Regions from separate parts of the Mus musculus genome. Here region 1 is linked to region 2. Evidence: chromatin contacts called from public Hi-C data. All regions are on one chromosome and are shown on one strand. Each heading gives the region's core, a stretch centred on a gene start, on an enhancer-like site or on the middle of the called end of the contact. The rest is flanking DNA. Distances are from core to core; before and after follow the strand shown. Region 1 holds the start of Cars2 (cysteinyl-tRNA synthetase 2 (mitochondrial)(putative)). Region 2 overlaps Col4a1 (collagen, type IV, alpha 1).

What was found. A called contact is a pair of places that touch in the nucleus more often than the background predicts.
Region 1: a Hi-C map of muscle stem cells shows a contact between it and region 2, with 3 times the contacts expected there. The contact joins the promoter of Cars2 here to the enhancer-like site in region 2. A contact is called at or near these places in 1 of 39 promoter capture datasets (hippocampal neurons), 8 of 484 Hi-C or Micro-C datasets (the C2C12 cell line, the HL-1 cell line, the N1E-115 cell line and 4 more), 4 of 115 datasets of contacts at active chromatin or transcription factors (extraembryonic endoderm stem cells, neural tube, pancreatic cancer cells and 1 more) and 2 of 9 other capture datasets (adipose tissue and pancreatic islet).

The regions. Positions count from the first base shown.
Region 1 is chr8:11,549,044-11,554,192 of GRCm38.p6, forward strand. Cars2 (cysteinyl-tRNA synthetase 2 (mitochondrial)(putative)) reads right to left here and starts at 1,728. Exons shown (of 15, transcript NM_001359137.1): 1 at 1,456-1,728; 2 at 1,215-1,265. The coding sequence starts at 1,634.
Region 2 is chr8:11,246,671-11,251,610 of GRCm38.p6, forward strand. It overlaps Col4a1 (collagen, type IV, alpha 1), which reads right to left. Exons shown (of 52, transcript NM_009931.2): 3 at 336-425; 4 at 193-237. Among named protein-coding and RNA genes, the nearest start is that of Gm32709, 12 kb to the right of the region's middle. Within about 2 kb of position 3,266, at least 55 of the 459 cell types and tissues checked have an H3K27ac peak or open chromatin away from gene starts, as enhancers often do. A contact at or near this core is called in adipose tissue and muscle stem cells, where this site is marked.

The sequences.
Region 1 (5,149 bases), core at 478-2,977, 300 kb after region 2:
GGCCTTGAGCTCACAGAGATCTACCTGCCTTTGCCTCCAGAGCTCTGGCATTAAAGGTGTGCGCCACCACTGCCAAGCAACAAGAGCTTTTTACCACTCTTGTTCTCTCGGATTGTCCCCACTACCCCAGTGCTGGAGGCAGAGACAGGTGGACCCTGGGGACGAGCTTCCCGGCCAGCGTGGCCTGTTTGTGGACTTCCAAGGCAGTGAGAGATTCTGTCTCAAAACAGACAGAAGGTAGCACTTGAGGATGACATCTGAGGATGTCCTCTGGCCTCCACACTTGCGTTTCATTTAGGTCTAAAAATACCCAATTAAGGATGCTGGCGAGATGGCTCAGTGGTTAAAAGCACTGACTGCTCTTCCTAAGGTCCTGAGTTCAAATCCCAGCAACCACATGGTAGCTCACAACCATCCGTAATGAAATCTGATGCCCTCTTCTGGAGTATCTGAGGACAGCTACAGTGTACTTACATATAATAAATAAATAAATCTTTTTAAAAATACCCAATTAAAACTGTGCAAGAGTCAGGCAGTAGGCGTATACCTTTTATCTCAGCATTCCAACAAAGACAGGGACATCTCTGAGTTTGAGACCAGCCTGGTCTATAAAGTGAGTTTCAGGACAGCCAAGACTACACAGAGAAACTCAGTCTCAAAAACAACAAACAAACAAAAAAGTGCAAGACAACAACTAAAATATCAAGAGATGGGAAATGTCAACAAATACTGCTCCAATGCTCCCTGGAGTCTAGCAAGACAGTATTCGGTCAGTGGGTCAGTGGTGGAGCACTTAGAACACTTGGGGGCGCTGTGCTAAGCGGCACTTCATAGACATTTCCAGAAACTGCCATGAAGATGTCATGTTGTCATTTCTGTCTTCACTCAAAATAAGAACCATGATTCCAGCAAGAATGTGATCCGTCCAAGACCAGGCAATGATCCCCCACTGTTGGATTCGGGTCTCTGGACCAACCTTAGAAACATCTAATTCGCAAACGGGTCACTCTCTATTCCTTCACAGTAACTCCAATGGGTATGCAACTCCAAACAGCTATGAAGACCAAAGAGACCAACATTCCGGTGTCTCACAATTCCCAGAATGCAATCATCACTCAGTTCACTTAACAGATTATAAAACAAGCTAACAGTTTACTCTTTGCACAATAAATAACCCTCTGACTTTGTCAAAGGTTCAAATCTAGGAAACTCACCAAGCATGGCCAAGATGTGCATGGTCGTACACAGTCGGTCCACAGCTATACCTGGGAACATATTAAGATCCACCATGTGAGATATGTAAAAGGAGCCCTAAGTCTTCCTTAACAACCTTCACTGAACACGCGCGGTGTTTAAGTGACGCTCGGGAGACCACGTCAGGCTTTCAGAATTGACTTGCCCCTGCGCACCTTCCCGCCCCGCCTCGCTCCGCCCTGCCTCTCCCGGCGCACGCACCAGGAGACTGCGTCCGAGCGGGCCACTATCAGCGGCTCCTTCCTGCCAGTGAGGCTGTTATGCACCTGCACGCCGGTGTCCTGGCCTTGCGGCCGTTGCCATGACCGCCCGCGCCGCCCGAGACCCAGCGCGGCCCGGAGCAGCAGAGCGCCGGGCCCAGGCCCGCGCGCCCGCAGCATATTGGGGACAGATCCAGCGAACAGGCGGAAGGCAAGATCCTGCAGGCCAGGCCCAGCCGGGCGAACCAGAAGCCACGCCCGTTCCTCATGGGGCTCCGCCCACTCCCGGAAGAGGCTACACTCTGCCTGAAGTCTGGCAATATTTAGGCATTTGGGCACGGTGGCAGCGGAAGAGAGGCGGGAACTTCGAACCCTTCCCCATTTTAGCGCAGATCTCCTCGCCTTTCCTTATGGGTAACTTGGGCTCGGTGTACATCATTGTGTCTGCTGCTGGGACCCGGTGTGCCCCGCAATATGTACCCAATCTCAGCACACCACTCCAACACACTATACACCATCCCGCGGTCATCATGTCCTCATTTAAACACCTCAATATGTGCGCCTTAACACACCCTGTACCCCATCATACGTACAGCATATCTGCAAGTATGTACCTTGCCACAATCAGTACGTGTAGATCAATACTACATACCAAACTGCTGTCTGCAACCCTGTACATGCAGTATTTGTGTACTTCTTACTGTTCTATGGGCTTAGAATGAAAGAACCACACCAGGAAATGATCCTTTCCTCAAGAACCTGTAACTGGAAATGCCTGTTGGAGAAACGACTGCCCTTCCAGAGGACCCGGGTTTGAGTCCTAGCATCCACACGGCTACTCAAAAGTTTGTAATTCTTGTTCCAAGAGGGGCCAAGGCTTCTTCTGGACTCATCAGACACTACATGCATGTGGTCCGCAGACAGACATCCAGGCAAAAATACCGTTACACATAAGAATAAATCATTTAAAACTTTTTAGAGTCAAAATAGTGGCATCCATCGATAATCAAAGATTTTGGGAGAGAGATACAGGAGCAGCAATGAGTTCAAGACCTGCCTCAGCTGCAAGAGACCCTGCCTTAAAAACAAATGAAAACGAGAGCAGAAGTCTATCGTTCATCTCTTGAGGACTGTTTGGAGTTACATTCAAATTACCCCCACAAATGCACCCCTACTGGTGGCTTACAAAAGTAAAGAGTCCTTTGCTTGTCCAGTCAAGTCTGTCTGATACTAAGCATGCTCAGGTCTTTCAGTATTTTTGGTCTTCCCCACCCTTTTTTTTTTTTTTTTTTTTTTGGTTTTTGGAGACAGGGTTTCTCTGTGTAGCCCTGGCTGTCCTGGAACTCACTTTGTAGACCAGGCTGGCCTCGAACTCAGAAATCCACCTGCCTCTGCCTCCCGAGTGCTGGGATTAAAGGCATGCGCCACCACGCCCGGCCTCCCCCCTTTCTTTGATGCTCTCTTGAAAGGCAAATGATTAGGCAGACATGTTGTTCCCTACTTTTTTCCTGAAAGTTCTGTCCTCTAACTGCTTGCCCGAAGCTAGACTTCCAGGTAATACAGACTGTGTTCTATGCACTATGGTAGTCAAATTCGTGGTCTCCAAATGTCCCAAGTTCTCCAGGAATATCATTCTTCCTCACAGTTACCTGCCATCGTGGCAGTTTGTCATTGTAAATGTGTGTGCACTTATTTGTCTCACTTCTATGGCAATGTGAACTTCTCTTTCTGTACCCTGCACCCCAGTTGCTGAGCAACGGTTTCACTCAGTAGCCCAGGCTGACTCTAGCCTACCTGGCTTTAAGCCCCTCCTGCCTCAGTCTCCCCCAGTTTGGGGACTACAAGTGTGAGCTTGTCCCTCTCCTTCAGTTCGGAACTGTAAATTGAACTCCTTGCTGTATCCCGCAAATTCAGCAAGGAGCTTGGCCTGAGAAAGTACCCCCAAAACTTCCTATGCAGGCAGTGAGATCCCTGATAGAGAAAGCGTTGCCTCTGATATGAGGTGTGCCTGTTTAAAACCCAGAACCCGCAGGCCAGAATGCCGAAGCCGGGGAAGAGCCGGGGCCGGCAGTTTAGAAAAACAGCTCTAGGAAGTCTGGGAGCCAAACCTTCCATGATTTTGAATGGCTGGCATGTTTGGCTTGGCCACAGGAGATCATGATTTCAAAACCAACAATGGTGTTTTCTGTCTGCTGCAAAGCCGACTCTCATGTGTTCCACCTCAACTGGCAAAAAGTCTGCTCCTTGTTAAGCCTTCGGAGAGTCCTTCAGACGTTTGTGGGATGTGTGTGATGGCTCCCACCTGTGATCCTAGAACCTGAAGGGAGGCTCAAGCTAAAACTCTTCAGGGGTTTGAGACCAGGCTGGGACTCCATGGGAGTTCTGGTCCAGCCTAAAGAATAGTATTAACCTATCTTTAAAAAAAAAAAAAAATTGTAGGGACTGAAGAGATGGCTCAGGAGTTAAGAGGACTGGCTGCCCTTCCATAGTATTCTGGTTTGATTCCCAGCATCCACAGCTCTCAACTGCCTGTAACTCCAGTTCCAGATCTGATGCTGCCTTCTGGCTTCTACAGACACTGCGTGCACACACTACACAGACACACATGCAGACAAAACACCCATACACAGATTATAAAATATCTTAATAAAAAAAAAAACAGAAAATGAGCTGGTGAGGTTGCTCAGTGAATAAGAGCACCGACTGCTCTTCCAAAGGTCCAGAGTTCAAATCCCAGCAACCACATGGTGGCTCACAACCATCTGTAATGAGATCTGATGCCCACTTCTGGAGTGTCTGAAGACAGCTACAGTGTACTTACATATAATAAATAAATAGATCTTAAAAAAAAACCAGAAAATGATAAATATAACCCACTCGCTGGTGCTTAACCGTGCACTCCGCCTGTGTATTGACCTTGTGCACAGACTGATTGGGTGAATTGATGAATCAGGGTGATTTATCACAGTAATACCGCAGAGAAAACCCAGTTCAAGTCACCATTCCTAAAAAAATTACATGTATTTATATATGTATGACAATGTGGAAGTCAGAGGACACATTGGGGGTGTTCCTTTCTACCATGTGGGGATCACAGGGAGTGAACTCAAGTTGTCAAGCTTGATGGTCTTTTCCAGCTAAGCCATCTTGCTGGCCCCAGGCCTGTTTCTTATCAAATCAAAAAGCCTGCATACAGTATGAAGTCAGCCTAGTACCCAGAGCTAGGGTCCCAGGACAGCTAAGGATATGCAGAGAAACCCTGTCTCAAACAAACAAACAACCACATAAAACAAAACTACGCATGTAGTTACAGGCTGGGCTGTAAATGGAAGCCCAGCTCAGGCTCCCTGAAGTGAGAAAAGTAGACATTTAGCAGGAGGTTGCCCAGTGTCCCCAAAGCCTTGCAAGGGAGACACCTCCAAACAGAAACCATTGCAAGGAGTCCCTCATTCATGTTTTGCCAGACTCTCTTTGGGGTGATGTTCATTGCTTCCCTAGTCTCTGCTGTACAGAAATAGGTTTTCCTAAAAATTGTATTTATCCACTTAGTGTGTATGGAGCAGGAGGGTACATGGGACATGGTGCTTACACGGAGACCAGAGGACCAACTCTGTGATCTGGGTTCAATCTCTCCTTTCACCATGTAGATTCAAGGGTTAATTCAGGTTAACTCGGCCATCTCCCTAGCCTTTGCT
Region 2 (4,940 bases), core at 2,016-4,515:
CAAACTCATACAGCAAGAGTTCTGCTTGCACGCAGCACCAGCACACGGGAAAGAGGGGTGATGGCCCACGACACTGCAGAGAGGCAGGAGGGAAGGCATAGAGGAAACATAGAAAGGCAGCCCTGGGGTGGAGGCTGCACCCCACTCATGACGCCTCGGTCCTCTGTCAGAGTCACCAGATTTTCGACTTACCCTCGTCCCTTTTGTGCCAGGAAGTCCAGGTTCTCCAGCATCACCCTACAGCAGAACAGAAATGCCATGAGGAGGGCTCAGGTCACTGTCACAAGATGGGCGCCATCTGCCATTCACCCTCCCCCCATTCCAGTCAAGCTTACCTTTTGTCCTGGTGGTCCATGTGGCCCCTCAGGTCCTTGCATCCCGGGAAATCCAATGACACCTTGCAACCCTGGCAAGCCTCTTTCTCCCTGTGGGGCAACACACAGGTCAGTCAGGGTAAGAAAAAGGATCAGCTGAGATGGACGGTTTGAGGTGTTAACTTGACCACGTCGAGTCCAGAACTCTGGTGAAGCATGACTCCTGGCTGTGCCTGCAAGGTGTTGTGCTAAGAACAGCATCTCCATTAGTGGGCAGACTGAGGGAGACCTGCCTTTGAGTGTCATAGGCTGGAGCATCAGACAGCGGAGGTGTGAGCCATAACAAAGCAGAGGGCAATTCTTGGTCCTTACACCACAAGTTCAGATCTCCAGTCTTCAGACACACAGATTTTGCCAGCAGTCCCAGGCTCTCAGGCTTCCAGCCTTAAATTCGTTAAGTCACCAGCTTTCAGGAGTCATGTGGTACAACTCCTCAGCCTCCCAATCATAGGAGCCAATTTTATGAGCAAATCTCTTCTCACCTACCTACCAATCCATCCATCCACCCATCTATCCATCCATCCACGTACCCACCCACCCACACATCTGTCTACATATCCACCACCCACCTATCCACACATCTACCTACCTACTCATCTATATACCCACCCACTCACGCACCTGTCCATACATCCACCCACCTGTCTACAAACCCACCTGTCCACACATCCACCCACCTATCTCCCTTCTATATCCATCTACCCACATACCCATCTACTCATCCATCTACACATACATCCAACATGCCAACCACCGTCCCATGCATGCACTCATCCATCCATCCATCCATCCATCCACCCACCCACCCACCCACCCATCTGCTCATTCTATTGGCTGTTCTGCCAAAGGAAATGGACTAAAGTATAAACCTTTCTAAGTCCTTCCCAGCACCGTAAGAGAATACGATGAGTATATGAAAATGAAGGATGAAACCTTCTCCAGATGTTCCATGTTAGATTTCTAATATTTATCACCTGACATAATGGCTTGTAGATACTAGGAGCTGTATAATATGTAAAGTCTATAAAATAAAAAAAATACTTGAGTTTTATTCATTGAGTTGGTTATAATCTCACCCAGCCACTGGTACCTTTTTGCTCCCAACAGATGACATTCTGAGCAGCCCATCCGTGTCTCTCTTTTTAGACCCTTGCAGGTACTGATAAGCAGAGACACAGCTCTGATCTCAGCACACAAATGATCAATAGCTTGACGGTGGGCTTAGATCAGTCTCCTTTTCAACAGTAATTTTTTTTTTCCAACGAAAAGATGAAAGTTTACTGGTGGCCTCTGCCCCAGATCAGAAAAGAAATAAGAAACATGATTTTTAAAATAAGAACTATCATTCATGGCATAAATGTTTGACAAGGGCTGTAATACACTGGGAAAGAACAAAAAACAGAGAAAGTCGAGAGACAGAGAAAAAAAATGTGCTGCTCTGGACCTTAGGCTGACCTTCCAAAGATGAATGCAAAATAAATATGGGCAGAGACAAAAGGAGTCAGACTGCTATGCACTGCGGGCTGGAGAAAGACTGGGGAGCAGGGCTGGGTGTCACAGGAAAGAAAAAAAAAACTGTAAGGTGGGAACACACAGGAAGGAGACACCAACCTTTGAACCTAGAGAGATTAGAGTACCTTGTAGCAGCAAAAGGGAGCTAAGGGTCTGATGGAGGGATGTTTTAGAGACTGGCATATTTAGATTATCAATACAAAAAAAAAACCCATAAACACATTTTATCTTTACTCTGTAGGTAACCTGCTAAAGCTCATTTCAAAGCATGAGAGACTCTAGAGTGGGCCGGCAGGGTTGCTTAAGACTCAAGGGTTTTCTCTAAGCTTCATTAGTGCAAAGTCAAAGGGAAATGACCTGGTTAGGACCCTATTTGCCACTCCCCACCCCCTCAAGTAGCACTTCACGCGCCATGAGGTGCTTAAAAGGTCTCCACCATCACGTGATCAAACGAGACAAGGGAGCATGTTCAAAGACCCGCTTCCCTCCAAACTGTTCAGTTGCTTCAGGGTCTCACCGATCCTCTGGGTCTTTATAAAGACAAAAGGAGAGGGGACATAGTACATTCCTCCACCCCTGGGCCAGCAGCAATGAAACCAACTGGAAGGAGCAGATTCAAGCACACACATATGGATGTGGGATCCTCCTCCCAGACGCCCAGTGAGCGCTGAGGAAGGAAATCCCCACCAAGACTTGTCCAAAGGCAGAGTGAAACATACGTTCACCCTTAGCCTGTCATGGTGGTGGAACCGAGGAGCTGTGAGAACTGCTAGCAGCAAAAGTGCTCTCTCGAAGGGTTTTCAGATGTAGAAAAAGACAACTCAAAAGAGACTATGACCGAACTCTGAACAGATGGCCCCCAAAATAATAATAAAATAAATAAGTAAAATAAAATAAAAATTGAATTGCAAATTCTCAAATAACCCAAACTGAGCTGGGGAGGACTCGAAAATGGAACATTGGCGGAGAACTTTCTAGTGTGTCTGCGGAGTATTTTTAGTCCTTAATTGATATTGGCAGTATCTCCAGAAGACCAGCAGAGATAAGGTTTTTTTATTTCCCATTTTAATCATGGAATGAACGAGGCGGGGAAGGGAGCCAGATGACCTGATTCCTACCAGATTTCCACTGACTCAGCTCTGAAGCAGAATTAGAAATGAAGTCAGCCCACCCCAGGTCCCTTCTTTATCTGGGTCACTAGAGCAATCTGGTTCCCAGTAGCATATTAAACGAATCCACAGCATGATGTCAGCCGGGGAATCGGACCCTCTTATGTTCATGGTGTCCAGAAAGTTCAACACCCATCCTGAGCTGACTGGTCACATGTCACTGGTGACCCCTCACACTCCTGGGAACAGAAAGGAAGAAATCTGAATTCCCAGACCAGCCTTCACCACAAGAACACATTCTTCCCCAAATGTCAGTGGAGGGCTTAAGCAACCACATCTCCCAAGAGTTTTGCAATCAAGTAACTGAGGGAAGTGACGCCTCCTTTCACAAGCCTTTTGCTATTCCTCATTTTTTAATGTTCTCATTTTTTTTTCTAGTAAAGACTGCATGTTCATAATCGGATACCCAGTGCCCTCTCTAATGTTACCATGAGAACAGAAGCAGAATAGAGAGACGGGACAAGCGCTCACACAACTATACAACAAGCTAGCACATGGCGCACACTGCGCTGGAACCAAATGGCTCCATCCTGCTTCTCACAGTTTTCTGCCAGGGAAGAGAGAAGAGCAGCGAGCTGGACATGTCAGAGCCAGGAGTTTCCACACCAGATGCTGCAGCTGCAGTGGGCACCATTCCAGCTGTGACCACCCTTAAGCTCAAGGCCAAGCACAAAGTGGGGGAGGAAGACCCCCTTGTCATCCAGTTCCCACAGTGTGCGACAAGCACCAAGGACAGGGTGGTCACAACTGACCACCACAACCATGGCTTTTCACCACGACAGTGAGCCAGCAACGCTGAAGGCAAGGATCTGAGGGTTCAGCTCAGCAACAGACCATTTCCCTAGCTTGTGGATCCCTGCATTCTCATCCCAGCAACGGAGGAAGGGAAGGGAGAGCCAGAAAGAGAAGCTTGTAAAATATTACACAAAAAAAATTCAATGCAACCACGCTTTGTGGCTTCATTGTTACAAGAAATTAATTATGTCAGTCATAGAGAGAGGAGTCTGTAGGTTTTCAGCACTGAGACAGTAGATGCCTGAAGAGACAGAGATGTTGGCCATCCTGATCTGACCTGACTGTCACACCAAATGCAGATGTCAATTATCCCACTTTGCCTAATAAGTATGTGCCAATATTAATAATAATAATTTTTAAAAACTCATCTTCTCTAGCCCCTAAAGTAATTTTAACTATAAATGGACTTCTAAAATTCAATCTGTATCTATAAAAAAAATTTTAAAAAAAGATTATACAACAAGGAACACCATTACGGCTATTTTCCCCAGTAAAACTTGGAACTTGAAGAGAGGAACAAAATGCCATTGTTTATGAAGATGAAGGGAGGCAGGCCTCAGAGTCATCTCGGGGCTGACACTAGCCATTCCAAATTAGGCTTGAAATAGAGTTTCATGCTGGAGGAACTTAAAATGTTTGCTTACCGTATTATCTACAGCAAGCACATAAAGATCCCGTAAAATGTGGAAAGAAAGGGTCCCTTTGTAATACCCAATCATGTCCCAGCCTCTTCCAACACTGCAAAAAGAGCTTAAGATTCAGCTCCCTCAAGTCTCAGCAAGAAAGTCAAATAGGAAGCAACTAGAACATGCGAGGTTGAAATAGTAGGGAATTTCTAAATTCAAGGAACAATTACCAAGTACAAAAACTAAAGGGAACATAAAATGTGCCTAAAATAAGTTATCATCAAAAACTCCTATTATCAAAAGCAATCACGATGGCCAGGGGTGGTGACTCTAATCCTAGCACTTAGGAAGCTGAAGCAGGAGGATGGATGCTAGTTTTAGGGTAGCCTGGGCTATGTAGTGAGTTTATTCTGAATGATGAATTAAAATTCTGTGTCTACAGTGTTGATCTAGGGAGCTGTAGA